Regions from separate parts of the Sus scrofa genome. Here region 1 is linked to region 2. Evidence: chromatin contacts called from public Hi-C data. All regions are on one chromosome and are shown on one strand. The core of a region is the stretch at or near the end of the contact, and the rest is flanking DNA. Distances in the headings are between cores, read along the strand shown.

What was found. Hi-C and Micro-C count contacts between places; a contact is called where the count stands out from the background.
Region 1: a Hi-C map of liver shows a contact between it and region 2, with 4 times the contacts expected there. The contact joins two enhancer-like sites. A contact is called at or near these places in 2 of 47 Hi-C or Micro-C datasets (epiblast stem cells and liver) and 1 of 2 datasets of contacts at active chromatin or transcription factors (skeletal muscle).

Annotation. Positions count from the first base shown.
Region 1 is chr10:57,042,443-57,047,759 of Sscrofa11.1, reverse strand. The region is part of intron 23 of PARD3 (partitioning defective 3 homolog); the gene reads left to right. Among named protein-coding and RNA genes, the nearest start is that of PARD3, 560 kb to the left of the region's middle. Within about 2 kb of position 3,254, at least 3 of the 83 cell types and tissues checked have an H3K27ac peak or open chromatin away from gene starts, as enhancers often do. A contact at or near this core is called in liver, where this site is marked.
Region 2 is chr10:56,397,196-56,402,401 of Sscrofa11.1, reverse strand. The region is part of intron 3 of NRP1 (neuropilin-1); the gene reads left to right. Among named protein-coding and RNA genes, the nearest start is that of NRP1, 31 kb to the left of the region's middle. Within about 2 kb of position 2,536, at least 36 of the 83 cell types and tissues checked have an H3K27ac peak or open chromatin away from gene starts, as enhancers often do. A contact at or near this core is called in liver, where this site is marked.

The DNA.
Region 1 (5,317 bases), core at 2,005-4,504, 640 kb before region 2:
TTTCAACACCTTGGAATGGTGTCTTTATGCAAATCACATTCAGGTGCCTGACTCAATTAGGTTGGGGGTACTTCTGGGTGTTCTTGTTTCTACTGTGTGGGTGTGACTTGGTGGATTAATCCTAGGCATAGACACCTATCTGTGTGTCTCCACTTGGATGGACGGCCACCGTTGGCTTGTCAGCCTCCCAGCTTGTCCCTTTCTCGCCCAATTTTGTGCTTTATCACCCGCAGTACATTTGTTGGGCTGTATGCATTCATCCGGTACCATATGTGGAAAATATTTATTGACCGTGGAAACCCCGACTCAGGGAGAGTGTGGGGGACTCATTACTCCATTACAAGGTCTAGGTCAATGCATATTCAGAAGTAATTCCCCACCATTCGCTCCGGCCAGCAGATGCTTGCCTAGGATTCCATTCAGAAGCCCTGCCTCTCTCTCTGTGGATCTCTTTAAAAATTCTAAGCCAAAGACAATGAATCTTCAAATACAGCCTGATTCCATTGTGATTGATCTGAGCCAATTTTTAAGGTAATTGATGGTATTGCCTTAGTTGAGTCTGTTAGTGCAAATAATTATTAATCAATAGGCTCTCAGCTCTTTCTTCAGAAGATAATCCTAACACATGATTTATTCTGAACATTTCAATTGAGCTACCTTTACAAGAGGAAAATCAATGAGCGAGTGGTCCTGAGCACTTTAATTATCTGCTGCTCCATCCACCTTTCCCAGCCATATTTACTCGGCTGTCCCAGTAAATATGGGCGACAGGAGGCTTCTTGTTGCCGTGGGAAAGGGATACTCTGCAGCTCATCTTTGATTGACTAAGTGGATTAAGGTGAATTAGGCAAATGCCTTTAAAAACCAAACCTGGTGGCTTCACTTTGGAGGGGATCGTTAGCCCTGCCCTGGCAAAGGAAGGGACACATTACTAATTTCCCTTCCGTTGGAAAGCAGGTACTGTTGTGGGTGCGACTGTCAAGGAAGTCAGTGTACCCTGAAAACGGGGAGACGGGGATCGCAGAAAGAGATGTTGGAGATGCTTTGTGGCTTCCCTAGGCTGAGGCTTTCCAACTTGGGGTTCTGTGTTTTGCCCTTTTGGGGCAGCGTCTTGATGAATGCTGTGGTTTGCTCGTTTGTTTTTCTTTGAGAGGCCATGTGGAGGAAAACGATCAGCACCAGCAGTGAGCCTGTTCCCAGGCAGAGCTTCCCAGGGCTTGTGGAGGGTACAGGAATGCGTGGGCCTGGGCCTGGGCCTTCCAGACTCGGTTCTAACAGATGGAAACATTCAATGACATTTGCCTGCATTGGCATCGTAGGAGCATCAGGCGCGCTGTTAGGCTTCTTGCCTGAGACCCTGCCCCTTGCTGCTCTTGTAGCATCTTTAAATGGCCAAATGTGCAAGGCCAGTCCTTTAAGTGCCTCCACTCCTGACCCCAGGCCCTCCCGGGGCACCGAAGCTCGAGCCCAGGGCTCCACATACCAATCGGCTGAATTCCAGCTCATTGTGGCAGCCGATGCGGGGCTATGTCTCCAGAAGGAAATGTTCTCACACCTTGAATGGACTTCATCCTCTCGGTGAAACAGTGGGAGAGAGCAAAGGAGGGTTCTGAGAGCGCTTGGGTTTTTTAGGGCTAATTCAATAGGCAGTTTTGGATCGTTCTAATTCAGTAGGCAGTTTTGGATCTTCTGGCTTGGAATTAGCCCTCTAGCGAAGCCTGGCTTCTGCCCACAGGAAGTCGCAGTCCTGCTGGGATGGGTTGGAGCAGAGGGGAGACATCTGGCGTTAAGGATCCAGGAGAGATGGGCCGGGCGGGGGCAGGCGGAGGCTGGACCCTAGCCGTCCAGTGAGGAAGTTGAGGGTGACGGGTCACACGGGCCCTTACCTACCCCCACCCCCCCACGAGCTGTTTTCTGGGGATGAAAACTCTAGGCTGACCAGAGGGAAACGGAGGCATCTGATCTGGGGCCCGTGCTGGTCTCTGGGCTGACTTCCTCCAGAATGAGACTCAGAGGAGCCAGGGGCGGCCAGGGGACCTCCACAGTCACTGCCGCAGGGAGGAAGTGACGGAGGGTCAGGAAGCGCGTGCGGACGCCTGTAACCCTGGGAAGCCTGTCTGATCCGGGCGCTGGCGGGAGGCTGGAAGGTCGAGTCTCCTCTCCGCGAACATTGCCCCCCACCCCAGCTCCGCCTGCATTTCTCCCCTCGTCTTCCTCCAGGCCCACAGTTGTCCGGCGAGGTACGGGTGACAGGCCGAGCCTTCTCCCCGTCCCCCTGGAGAAGGAGCTCCCCGGCCCACGTTCAGCTCAGGCACCGTGACCAGCTCTGCGCTCTCAGGCGTGTCTCCCACTCCTTGGAGGCGGAGTTTTCCCATCTGTCAAATGGGTATACTACTTGCCTTGTGGGGTTGTTGTGAGAGTTACGTGGGGGACATCTCAAAGCCCTTTCTAAACCGTGACACTCTATAGTACACAATATGTACGCACATGTGTGTGTGTAATACAACGCGTAAGATGTTATTTATTTATTTATTTTTTCAATCTTCGTTCCTCCTCACCTACTCCGGGGCCCATCCAGTTTCCCCATAACTGTTCCGGTTCTGAGATGAAGCCCTGAGCTCGTCTTGTCACCTTCTTATCTAAGTTCCTTAAGTGTCCTAGAGCTGGCATGTGAGAAAGAAAAATATCCTAAAATAAATGCCATGTCTGGGTTTATAGAGACGTTCAATAAAGATCCCGCAAATGAAGGCATTACTTAAAATGGTTGTTTTTTTTTTTTTCCATTCATGTTTTGGTTTTGTTTCTTTTTTACATATACAAGAAGACGCATTTAAAGCTTTTTCTCCTTCCTCTAATGTTGGGAGACCTATATGACAGCGTGCCCTAACTTTGCATAATACCAGTGACATGCTAGGAGAGAGTGTTTTTTTCAGCACGGAGGAATGGAATTCTCAATGACCAATAAACGTTGCCTAAGATATTTGCGGATCAGGACCCAGGGTAGTGCTTACATAACCTCCCAACGGTTTTCCCAGGTTTATAGTGAAAATAACAGGGATAGAGGCAGAAAGTACATGTGTAAACATGATACATCAATGGCTCCTCCAATCTATGTATCAAAATAAACCACAGGTCCAGGCCCTAAAAGTGATGGCCACGGTGTTGGTGGCCTGTTCTCCTTAATCCAGAGGAGGCGCTACGGCAGGTGACACACAGCACTTGTTTAAACAGGACAGAGGAAGCTTGCACAACCATCAAGGGCAGGAAGTGACAATAAATACTGCCCACAGTGGGAACAGCAGGAGACCTTGGGGTGAGCAGAATGTAATCACTCAAAGAGGAATTTGGCCAGGGCCTCCCCTGTCCACCAAGGGACACAGCGAACTTTCCAAAAAGCCGGGACCTCTGTCTTATCTCCTCCTGATGATGAGGAAGTGAGATGTGAAACCCCTTTCTGGAGGAGGGAATTTGCTTTTCATGATAAGTTCTGATCTCTTTTGCAGGCTTTGGAGCCTAAGAACTGAGGGTCCCCAAGCAGAGCCTGGAGAAAAAATAAAAAACTTAAAAACCCAAAGGCCTGGGCAGGTTGATGTGCAGGCGTCGGTGATTAGGGTTGTAAATCCACCACCCCTTTAACAGAGGAAGACCTAGTTCGGGGGCCTTGGTTTTCTTAGAAGGCTTGAATAAGTGCTCTGGGCCGTCTGCCCCTTTGGAAAAGAGACTAATGCTAATACTTTGCATTTATATAATACCCCTTGGCTTGTGGATCTACAAGCACTTTGCAAACATTAATTAATTCTCTAAACCCCCCCCTGCGAGCCAGGGGGCGTCTTCGGTAACTAATCACGGAGAGAAGCTTGCCAGACTGGGGACGCGGAGCTGGTCGGAGAACACCGCTGGCTTGGGAGCCGAGGAGTTTACGTGGAATTTTTATGCGAAAGAGCCACGAAGGTAGAATGTGGATCAGCCTGTGGGGGAAGTAAGCCTGGATATTCTGACCAGGGTTGAAGGTTTAGCCACGAAGAGTTGAGTTTCTCTCCTCTGATGGCAGGCATCTGTCACGAAATGTGCCATGTGGCTGTTTTGCCTCTTGCTGTTCCCTCTGTGTTGGCAAAGCTCTGCTGGTACTTGGTTTGAAACCCCAGAGTGAAGATCTGCCCAGGGTAGGAGGACAGGCAGCCAGAATGTACTGGAAAGTAGTATTTCTGTAGCTATTTTAATAGTCTGTTCAGAGAGTCATTTGTTCATTGATTTATTCCCTCAATCACTGCTTTATTTGACAAACACGGGTCTTTGAATTTTCACTTCCTATTAGACATTGGGATTATCCCCAAGGACTTAAATATGAGAAAAGCAGTTCCCGCCCCATAGTCTAGCAGCTCCGTGCTATTTTCTTTATTCTCCCCGTGTCAGGTGAGTATTTTTGTTTCCCTAGCTTGCTTATCTGGCAGAGATCATTGGAATGTTTTTGCAACTTGAGTGTAATTTACCAATAAACATTATGGACTTGAATTTCTTATGAGGAAGACACACTTTACATGGAAGAAAGCAGTGATGTCACATCAAAGATCCCATTTATGTGCAGTTAAATAGCACTGATTCTGGCCTCTTAGAAGGCGTGTTGGACGTTGTGAAAAATTCAGGTTTTCACTTTTTTTTAAAAAAGAAACAGTTTTTTAAAAGAAGTACAGTATGACCCTAGACCAGCAAAGCGCTGCCTTTGTGCTGAAGAGATAGGATTTGTTCATGAGCTTCTGCCCACATCCCCTAGAGCAGACGGGTACTTCTGAAATGTTTGAGAGCTGGGCATAGCTGTTGTTTCCTGTGATGGATTCCTATTGTGTTAGCGCTTTTCAAAATTCGAGTAATGGTACCACATTCCTTTATAGATTGGTGCTCAACCAACTTCAATCTGGGTTTTTCCAAGAGTGAGAACTAGCAGTGTATGAACTGCCAAGATGTATCTGGGTTCACCCACGTGTATGTCAGTACCATGGTACAAGGCAGACGAAATGGTTAAGTCATTGAGAGGGAGTTTAAATCATTTTTATGTTACTTTCAAGTTAACTGGTGTATAGGGAGAGAGCTATTGGAAGAAAACGTTTTTGTTTTTTTTTTCAAGCATTTTTGAACTCTGGGAAAAAAAGATGAGATGATGCCACGTCTTGGTGGAGCTGGCTTCGCCAGGCAGTGACACAGGCGTGGACTTCAGCAAGAGGAGAGCGCTGTTTGGTGTGTGCAAAAGATCAAACACGCCAGGGCTGGGACTCCTCCCAGCAAGACACACGCTTTCTTTCAGGCTGTTGCCAGCTGGGTT
Region 2 (5,206 bases), core at 1,287-3,786:
TGGGCGGTGCTGTGCATTTCTGAAAAGATTCAGGCCTAGACCGAATAGGTCCCCAAATAAAAGGAGATGAGCAGATTGAATGCCAACCATATGGCTGTTGGTTTAGATGGAGTTGTTTCATTCCATTCCCCAGAGCAATGAAAGACACAGCTTATCTTGAAACTAAGTTTGCATTGGATAACGGCACTTGGGATGGCTGGTAGGGAACAGTCATGGTAGAGTAGGTGCTGAAGAGTAAAGGGACCAGTGAGGCAAAATTGGAGGCTTGCGGGGGGGGGGAATAAATTAGGAGTTTGGGATTAGCATATATACACCGCTGGAATAGAATAGGTAAACAACAAGGATCTACTGTACAGCATAGAGAACTCGACTCAATATCTTGTAATAACCTATAATGGAAAAGAATCTGAAAAAGAACCTGTGTGTGTGTGTGTATGTGTAACTGAAATACGTTGCTGTGCACCTGAAACTAACATGACATTGTAAATTCACTGTACTAAAATTTTTAAAAATTTTAAATAATAATAATTGGAGCAGGACATAAGTGGCTGACCGAGAACATCAGAGGAGAAGAAAATGTTACCAAGGTCTCTTATGTGGTGTTTGTTTTCTTTTCCACTCTCTTAGCTTTCTGTCTCTCTCTCTCTTTTTTTTTTTTTTTTTTTTGGTAGTGATGATACAGTATTTCTGGGGGTAGGAATTCTATTCAAATAAAGAAAAGCAAATCAGTGAAAGAAAAAGGAATGGAGGCCAAAAATGGAAAGTATTTAATGAAAATGTCTCGGTCTATTCCTAAACTAATGATTATAATATGTTTCAGTTATTTTCTCTTCGACCTTGGTTTATGTGTTAACCAAATTTCATTTAGTTATTTCCCAAGAACGGCTGAATATCACACAGGAAATGTTTGTTCCGTCATGTGATTTGGTTAAATCCCCCATTTATATCTTGATGGAAAAACAGATTCTCAAAATTTGGGGAAAAAAAATTTCATTTCTTCTTTTTCATCCCCAGGCCAGTATTTCTTCCCCAGGCCAGTATTTAGTTTAAAAAAAAACAAAAACAAAAACAAAACTGGGGGGAGGCACGTATATCATATGCCGGTATCACTAGTGAGGATCAGACACAGAATGATCAAGAATGCCTTGTTTGTTGTCCTTGGATGGGGTTACAGCGAATGGGGGAGGCAGGACTTATAAACAGATGATTTACTGTTTACGATGGTGAAGGCTATGGCCAACGGTTGAGGGCGGTGTTTTCTAAGTCGTTGCTCACTTCTGTTCTGTGTGGGCAGACTTTCATTTTCCTCTCATCACCTCCATCACATTTCACATTGACTTCTTCTTTATTAACCACCAGCCTCTGACTTAGAAGATCTGAAACTGAAACCCGACTTACATGTAGTGAAACCCTTTCACCTTGCCAAAGTTTGGCCTCATCCCTTCTCTACAGTATAATGATCACTGTCAGTTGGAAAGAAATAAGGTAGAGTTTAAACGTGGAGTTGAGCGTGGAAGGGAGAGGCCAACAATGGTCTCATCCTCCTCTGGGATTTGCAAGTTTGGAATCTTTCAGAAAATGGAGATTATCCAAATAAGGAGAAAGCAAATGAAACCAGGCAGTCTGGCAGTGCCCGCCGAGAGTCACAGAGAAGGGTGGATAAGAACTCAAAGCCCTCCTTTCCCTTGTCAGGTAATTAAAAAGAAGGAGCTTTCTAGATAAGACCAGTGCTGGAAAGCAGGTCTTTTAAAAATGTTTGTTTATTTGTTTGTTTTGGCACAGACTTTGATCTGTTGGCCCAACTTAGAAAAAAGATGCAGGATGGCTTGATTGGGCTTCCGTGGCATTTCACCCATAGACACTGAGGTTCACTGATGGTGTGATTAACTAGAAAGGAATGCAAAATATGCTGACTGCTGAGGGGCAGATTTTGCCCGAATTTGATAGATGCTGCTGAAATGATAGAGAGAAACTGAGCCGCCTTGGAGAAAGATCTCGTCAGCTTTGCTAACGGGAACTGTGGCTCTAAAGCAAGAAAGTTGACTCTAAGACAGGCATAACCAGAACTTTTACACATATCTCCAGCTAATGTCATTGGCTATGCTCCCTTTTCTCAAAAACAGTTTTAAAGTGGCCTCCAGCCACTTACTAACCATGGGGATAAAAGCAGCCTTTTTGTGTGGAGTGATGATTTCCAAATTTGGGGAGCTCCCCTGTCCCCCTTCCTTGCACTGAAGTCTGATCAGCTTGCCCTCCCTGGCTGTCAAGTAGCCGGGGCCATTGCGCAGAGGAGATATTTATGTTTCTCCAGCCCCTCCCTCCTCCTGAACAGACGGAGCAGCTGCAAATGTTTCTTCCTGCATTTTCTGTGTGGCCCTCGGACTTCTGGCAGGATGCCCGGCCCCTCTGCCATGGATGGCTAGCGATGTGCCCTCCATGAGGGCATCTGATCTCAAAGTGCTAATGGCTGAAAATTGGGGGGAAGTCCTTATCCCAGAGCCATCTTTTGATCAAGGAGGGGCCCTCCGCCTGAGAGGAAATCTTTCCTGTTTACAGACTGCTGGGGCTTTGAAAAGCCCTGGCAGGCCCTGGGCCAGGCTCCTTAGCTTTTACGCAAAGGGGCCAAACAGGATGAGACCAGGATGGAAACTGTATATCATAGGAACCCAGAGGGGCAGGAAGTCACAACATAAGAAGGAATTCTTGATTAAAAGTATAATTGGAAAGGTTTGTGCTGGGAGGAGGGGAGAGAATGGCACTAAAATATGTCTACCTTGTGTACATGTTTGTAGGGAAAAAAAACCCATTAGCCCACCTTTTCTTCAGTTCTGTTTCTCTTGTCATAATTATTCTCCACTTTGGAGAAATTGGAAGTATTTTTTCTACGTGAAGATTCTGTGCTAAGTGTGTTCGGGAGAAAAGACCACCAAACTTCATTCATCCTTCTCATTATTATTTTCTATGGAAGAAACTGAATCCTTTGTAGAATAAAGTATTCTGGAATTTATATTTAGGAGACCGAAGACAAGCGTGGGTAGAGGTCACAGTCGCTATTCACAATGCTTTTTTTCTACATGCTGTTCTCTAAGCGCGACATAGATGTGAACCTTTAAAAAATGACTAAAATTTTTTAAAGGAGTTTCCAGTGTGGCTCAGTGGGTTAAGAACCGGACATAGTGTTCATAATGATGTGGTTTGATCTCTGGCCTTGCTCAGTGGTTAAAGATCCGGCACTGGTGTGGCTGTGGCATAGGTCTGCAGCTGCAGCCTGATTAGAGCCCTAGCCGGGGAACTTCCATCTTCAGCTGTAAAAAGAAAATTGAAAAAAAAAAAAAAAAAAAAAGCGAGAAGAAAAGAAAATGGCTCAAAAATCTGACACTACTATGAAAGGTTCAGTTTTTCCTGCTGCAAAAACTGGGCGGTGGTGGTGGCTGGTGAAATCCCACTTGTGATGTGGGAGTCCCCGCCAAATGCTGCGCTCCTTTTCCAATCCCACTGCTGGCACCACTCAGCCCCCAAGCGACCCCTGGATCACACTAGACGGCTCTATATCCACACCCAGGGAGAGCGACTCACGATCCACAACTGCAGACACAAGTCAGTCGTAACAGGTTTTATCACTGTCCTCGTGTGCCAACCAGAGTCTAAATTGTCCTTACCAGATGCTCCCTGTTGCAGAAAATGTGTTCGTGCAGAATTCTGCATCAGCCACCTTGCTTCGTGCCCAGCAGGTGATATTTATGGGCTGTTTACAAGTTGCTCGCATATGGCATCCTAAGGAAGTTTGTAACTTTTATATGCCGTCATCCAGTTTATTTATTTTATGAAACCTGCTCCTCCAAAGGTCAGCCCTCTTCTGCCTAACTGCTAACTTCAGGCTGAAGGAAAGATCCTGAACGTAGTCTTAGGACAGGGGAGCTCAACAGGTTTTCCAGCCTACCTAGGTAGGGCTGCCGCGCATGCGTCCCTGACATGCGGACCCCAAGGGCGGAGCCCAAGTGGGAAGCAGGCAATGGCTCTTCCTAGTCCAGCCCTACTAGTCCTGCTTTTTTGCATGGAAATGTCGCCTGCCTTGGACTTGGCTCAGCTCACGTGGCGGAGGGACACGGCAGCAACCCTGAGGGAAGGCAGGTAGTCAGTATGGGACTCCAGGAGGCCCGGTGGCAGGTACCGCGCTTCTGAAATCCTCGCCGGCCACCGTCCAACGTGGGGCGTCAGGACGCATGCGCAGCTGAGGCAGTGCCCAAGCGGTCCCTGAGGGGAGTTCTTCCCGACACAGATGCTGTTCTGGAAGTTTCCAGGCCCGTCTCTCCAATCCGCCAGCCAGGTAGACTTGAAAAATGTGTAGAGATTTTATCAGTCAGGTCATTGAAAACAGGAGGAAGGCTTCTCTTGTCCTTTTCAAAGCTAAGCTCAAGGAGTGCCAGTGTTGCGTCTTTGGAAACGTTTCATAGCTCAGGGGGGAAGGGAAGTCGGGCCAAGTCTCATGGCCTCGGAGGGAGAGAAGGGCGCAGGCGCCTGGAGGGCTCTGGCCAGAGCAGGTGTCGGTAGGGTCAGCGTGTTTCCTCCCGACTGGGTAGGAGAGGGTCGCAAGCTCAGAGCGTGAACTTCTTCAAGTGATTTTTCCAGGTCACAGAGTTCATCTTTTCCCTTTTCAGGGATTTTCTGTACGTAAATAGAGCATTTAGCAACCAGGTCTTGGCGTAGGGAAACGGGCAGGAGCTACAGCCGCTCTCAAGGCCCCCCGGGACCCCTTTGTGAGTCTCAACCAAGCATATCCCTCTGAAGCAAAGGGCCTGTGGCCATTTTTTTTTAAATGTGGAACAAGTTTCTGTCTCAAATATCCTGAACTAAGCTTCCAGGGATGGCGCTCAGGCAAGGACCAGAGGCAGTTTTCTGAGCAGGACAGACTGAGGCTCCCATCTCAGCACCCATGCCTCTGACCCAAAGGCTGGTGTGCTGGGCGAGGCTGCAGGCCTGGTGGACCCCTGCGAGGAGAGCAAGTGGATGGGAAGGAAGGGCGGATCTGAGGGGGGAAGGGCAGGGTTGGTTTATGCTGTGGAAGGAGTGTGGCCGGCTTCCACAGCCCTCACCCAGGGTCAGCCACTTATTTTGTGTCCTTGGGCTTACTCAGTGGAACCTCATTAAGTCTCCTTGCTCTCAGCTAGAACGTGGACCTACAAATGGTACCTTGTGGGGTTATTGG